2 separate regions of the Oryctolagus cuniculus genome follow, and region 2 is linked to region 1. The links are chromatin contacts, called in public Hi-C maps. All regions are on one chromosome and are shown on one strand. Each heading gives the region's core, a stretch centred on a gene start, on an enhancer-like site or on the middle of the called end of the contact. The rest is flanking DNA. Distances are from core to core; before and after follow the strand shown. Region 1 overlaps SETBP1 (SET binding protein 1). Region 2 holds the start of SETBP1 (SET binding protein 1).

Region 1 (2,700 bases), core at 36-2,535:
GGCTCTAGCTGATCAGATAAATTAGTTTTCAGATCCTTCCCTTTATTTCCTGACACTTTTCTTGGGTTAAATAAGCACAGTATGTGAAAATAGATCTCAGGACCGAGATTGTGAGAGTCCACAGTCACAGGGCAGAGGCTGGCATTGTGGTGCAGCAGGTTAAGCCATCACTTTGGACCTGCAACCCATATCAGAGTGCCTGGGGTTGAGCCCCATCTCTGCTTGCAGTTATCTGCTAATGCACCTGGGAAGCAGTGGATGATGGCTCAAGTGCTTGAGTTTTTGCCAGTCATATGGGAGACCTGGATGGAGTTTCTGGCTCCTGGCTTTTTTAGGCATTGAGAGATTGAATCAATGGATGGAAGGTTCTCTTTCTCTCTCTCTCTCTCTCTCTCTCTCTCTCTCTCTCTGTGTGTGTGTGTGTGTGTCTTCCTCTCTGTTTCACTCTGTCTTTAAAAAAATATATAATACAATCAAAATAAATTTAAGACTCTAGTGCTTTTAAAATAAATCTTAAATAAATTGCTTATCCCTGACATTGTAGCCTTTCTGATCACCTCTCTCCTGTCTTGCGTGATTGTTACAATGGTCATGCGTGAAACTGTGGACCTGGATCCCCATTTGTGTGTTCCACATAAGAAAATACAGTCTTATATTAAGATGTTTCTTTCTTTGCCCATAGAATAACAGGCATCCTCTTGGTTCCTGGGAAGTGTGTAGAGACAGCCACAGATGCTAGACTTGTGTGAAGCTGGCTCATGGTCTCAATTCAAATACCCTCCATAATGGATTTCTCGAAGTTACAACTTTCCCCATCAGAAAATCTAAACCTAGGTCTTCCCAAATTAGAGAACAACACCTTTCTTCCATTAGTTCCTAATTGGTGAGTTAGATCCTTTTGTGATATGGAAAGGGGGCACATTTATTTCAGTTGTCACAATGAGCTCATTGTTGGGGTAAGCCACAGCAGTGCTGTTCACAGGGCATGAAAGGGTGGCAGCCTCTCCCCTGGACCACAGGGAGTAGTGACCACTGGCCTGTTCTATTTCAGGAGGGGCGCTAACAATGCCCAGGCCATGAGGCTTCACTGCAAGGACACATTTGACATGTAAAGCATAATCCCTCAAGGAGACCTTAAATTATCGAAACCAAGAGAACCTTCCGGGTCTAACTGGCTTTTCTTAGTGAGGTGTTTTGTTTTCCTTTGCTTCATTTCTCCTCTTTGGGCCTTTGAGCTGACTCTTGTCAGTTTCATGCCTATTTTAAGTGAGTTTCACCTTTCAGTTCCTTCCCTCCTTCTCAGTCTTGTGGCGTTTCAGTTCCCCATGCAATGTTCCTGTGGGGTGAAGGGGGAAGGGGAGGCTTTGTCATGAGGTCTAAAATAAGACTTCTGTGAAATGTCACAAAAGTGTTGGACAAGAAGACAGCTCGACTGAGGAACAAATCTAGCCCCTGGTAGGATGCAGTCTAGATGTCACTAGAAATCTTTGAGCCTCATATTTCTCATTTATATGTCATGGCAATGAACTATATAATGATTTTGAACTCTGGTACATGTTAGAAGTGCTAGGAAATTTTTAAAACAACAAAACACCAAAACATCAATGTCAGGCCCCTATTCCATGCCAATGGAAATAGAGGATGGCCTCTAGGCAGTTATTCTTTTATGTTTCCCAGGTGGTTTGTGGCCAGGGTGGGTTCTGCTGTTCAAGATACTTGCTGAGGACCTGGACTCCTTCTTAAGTGAACACTGTCAGGATTTCTGTGGGCAGAGGCCTCTGTTACATAGCAGCATCAACAATCCTAACGTCATATGTCTCCTGGACTGGTGATTACATTTCTTGTCACCCCCAACCGCCCTTGATTAGTAAGCACTCTTTCTGAAACAATTCTTATTTTAAGGGTGAGAATCTAGGATCTTGATATCTTAGAATACTCACCCCTTCCTTATTGAGATCATGGAAGTGAAGAGAGGAAGCTGATCTACCTGGATGCACTGCAGACTTGAAATGGAACTGAACTTGAGGATACTCAGCCTAACAATATCACCCAGTGCCTTTCCATAAGTCCACATCTTCTTTGGTTACCTAAGATTTCAATGCAGCAATGGCCAGCAAAAGCCATGTTCAAAATCTCAGTCAACTGACCTAATTTCTAATATCTAAGAAGGGAGCAAGGCTTTGATTGAAGTCCAGTGTATTTCATTAAGTTCAAATGCTCATTCAGAACCACTTTGACACACCTCCTCTTTCCTTTTCATTCTCCCTCCTTCCCAGCTCCTGCCAACTCAAACTTGATAGAAGTGCAAAATCTAATTCAAATTGCAGGCCACGTTTGGGATGACAATATTTTTCAGTTATTCCACAATCCACAATTGTTGCACCTGGATTATTTTTTATAGGTGGATCTGGAAACATACAGAGATGAATAAAAAATTTTCCCTACAAAATATTTAACTAACATGCATGCTGATTTCCATTATGCCCTCTTCAATTGGAGAAATAAAGGATATACATTAAGAAGCAAGCTGTCTCAAATAAGATTTCAGTATGTTTATGATAGCAAAAACATCTCCATCCATTGCAAATGGCTGATGAATTTGATATTCAGATGTTCCTTGATTTATGATGGGGGTTATCTCCTGACAAGCCCATCATAAACTGAAAACACAGTAGGTCGAAAATACATTGAATTATACCT
Region 2 (2,700 bases), core at 36-2,535, 73 kb before region 1:
ACCCGATGCCTACAAGTAGCTTACTAAAACACAATACACAAATAAAGTAAAACCAACCCTGGAAAGGAAGCCTCATGACCCGCTTAAAAGAAAGAAAGCAACCACGCTGCGCCCAGTTGAGAGAGCCTACCACGTCGGCGCCTGGACGCGCGGCTCCCGCGACACTGCCCCTGTTGTGTCAGACAGTGGCGGTGTTGAGCCCGGCAGCCCGCGCCCAGCCGGAGGCGCTCCCCACGGCCGCTCAGTCTCCGCCGCTGACTCCGACGCGCAGAAGCCACTGGGCCGCGAGGGCGCTGGGGAGCGCTAGGGGCGCGGGGTGCGGCGAGGGGCTCCCGATCGGCCGCCACCAACTGTTTCCCTCCTCCTTCACGGCTAGACCCCGCTCCCTCCAATTGACCGAGATTCCCCGGGGGTGGGGAGGTGAGGGGAGCGGCCGCTCTTCGCTCTCCACCGGCTCCCGCCCGAGAAGCGGCCCCGGGCCCGCGGGGCCAGCCGCGTGGGCGCCGGCGCCCCCTCCGAGGCGGCCGGCGGGGTGGCGGTCCCCGCTCGCCTCTGCCGCGCGGCCGCTCCGATCCTCCCCCCCTTCCCCGCCCGCGCCCTCCCCCTTCCTTTCACCAAGACTCTGGGACTCGGGAGAGGGCGCGGGAGGCAGGCACACGGGCCCGACCCCACTCCAGCTCTCGCCGGGGACGCGGGCGGGCGGGCGGCAAGGGGGCGCGGGGCGGGCGCGGCCATGGAGCGGCGGCGGCGGCGGCGGCGGCAGCACTAGCGACCGCGGGCGGACGGGCGGAGAGCGGGCAGGGCCGCCGGGCGCCGCGGACCGAACTGCACAGCTCAGCAAAAGCGCCCTCGCCCTCCGCGCGCCGCCTCCTGCGAGCCCAAACCCAGCAACATTTTTAAAGCTCCAATCCATCCTTTGAAGACAAGGGGGGGGGGGGGGAGGTGGTGGAAATAGCGTTGATCGGAGAGACGGGGATATATTTATATATTTATATATATATATACAATTTTTTTTGGCTCCTGCTAAAATTAGCCGGGCCCGCCGCGCGCCCGTGTGCGAGTGTGAGCGAGTGTGTGCGTACGGGCGTGTGTGTGTGTGAATGTGATTACTCCAGGACTCCTCGGGCTCCGGAGACGCCATTTTCCCCCTTGATATCTCTCTCCATAAATCGGTGGCGCGGCGGAGGCGGCCGCGCCGGGCGGGAAGCGCGGGGCCGGCCGGGGCGCCCGCCGCTCGCCGCCGCCTCCGCGCGCCCGGGGGCCCCGCAGCCCCCCGAGCGAGGGCGGCCCGCCCCGCGGCTCGCCGTTTGACAGATGCTCATCGCCATGGAGTTGCCGCAGCAGCACCTTTGGGGGCTCCGGCGAGCGACCGGAGCCGGGATCTGAGCGAGCGCCAGGGCCAGCGGAGCCGGAGCCGCCGGGACATGGGTGAGCACGCGCGGCGACCTTGCCCCGGGAGCCCCGGCGCGCAGCCTCCCGCCGCGCCGCGGGCCCCCGCACGCCCGGGCCCGGGGTGGTGTGTGTGAGTGTGTGAATGTGTGTGAGTGTGTGTGTGTGTGTGTGTGCGCGCGCCCTGCATGCAAAAGTTCACGTTGCCTCGCCTGGTCTCGCCGGGGCTTTGACTTTGCACCGAGCAGGAAGGGGCAGCCGGGGCCGAGGGGGCGGGATGCCGGTCCCGGCGAGTCTGCCGGGGAGGGGCGCGATTCCGGCCGGCCCGCGGGTGGGCAGCGATGCTGGCTCCATCCGAGTGGCCCGTTGGTGGCGGCGATGGTGGAAGAGTCGGGCTAGGAGCTCATTGAGTTTCGCCTAATCTGATCCCCCACCCCCACCCCGCCTTTGCACCCTCCCTCGGTCCTGCAGCCGGCTGCTTGGGCTGGCGTTGGTAGAGCGGACCCGGGAGGGGGAGGGGGTAGGAACATAGGAAAAGGGGTGGGAAGGCGGCAGGATTTTTTTTTTTTTTTTTTTTTTTTTTTTTTTGCTCTCTTTGTAACTTGCAGGTTAAGTGGAGCTAGAGAGCTACATTGTAGCCTAGTTGGATTTTTTTTGGGGGGGGGGTGGCATGTATCAGAATCTAACGTGTCGTTAATAGAAAGAAGATCAGGCGAGAAGTGGTCCAGCCGGCGAAGGTTGGTTTGTGCTTGTGTCGTGGCTGTGTGTTAGTCTTTTTTCTCGGAAACCTTAATCAATGGATTTGAGTCTGTTGTGCTCTCTGGTTTGGGGACTCTGAAAAGACAGGAATTCCCTTAAAAGCAGACGAATGCCCTTTTGAAAGCACGCATTGTGTGCCCTGGGCTTGGGAATTAAACGGCAGGCTTCCCCCTTCGGTGGTTTCCAGGGGGAAATCGCTCCGGAAAGGGAGCCCTTCAGTATCGATTTATTGTTTTTGTCTTTCAAACCATTATCTCTTCGACCAAAATACTGTCTGAGAAGTTCCACCGAGACAAAGTCAGGGAAACTGGACCGCGCAGATCTTCAGCAAGATGGTGATGACGGTGATGCTGGTTTGGGTGTCTGTTTGTGATGGAAGCATTGTTGGGTAATTGCAAATTCTGATCGGTAGAGCATGCTGGTTCTAAAAAAATAAGTTACTGCTGAAATGCCGTCTGCCAGCCCCCTCCCCTGCACACTACCAGTTCCCATCCTCCCCCCACCCACACCGCTTACTACGATTCTGAAATCGGATCCAACTGGAAATATTTT

Evidence for each region. Hi-C and Micro-C count contacts between places; a contact is called where the count stands out from the background.
Region 2: a Hi-C map of an unstated tissue shows a contact between it and region 1, with 4 times the contacts expected there. The contact joins the promoter of SETBP1 here to the enhancer-like site in region 1. A contact is called at or near these places in 3 of 6 Hi-C or Micro-C datasets (ear pinna, psoas muscle and an unstated tissue).

The regions. Positions count from the first base shown.
Region 1 is chr10:32,651,831-32,654,530 of mOryCun1.1, reverse strand. The region is part of intron 2 of SETBP1 (SET binding protein 1); the gene reads left to right. Among named protein-coding and RNA genes, the nearest start is that of SETBP1, 73 kb to the left of the region's middle. Within about 2 kb of position 1,285, at least 1 of the 8 cell types and tissues checked has an H3K27ac peak or open chromatin away from gene starts, as enhancers often do.
Region 2 is chr10:32,724,874-32,727,573 of mOryCun1.1, reverse strand. It overlaps SETBP1 (SET binding protein 1), which reads left to right and starts at 1,285. Exons shown (of 6, transcript XM_008261251.4): 1 at 1,285-1,428. LOC108177140 reads right to left here and starts at 1,141. Exons shown (of 2, transcript XM_070050269.1): 1 at 131-1,141. The coding sequence starts at 1,141. The coding sequence ends at 242.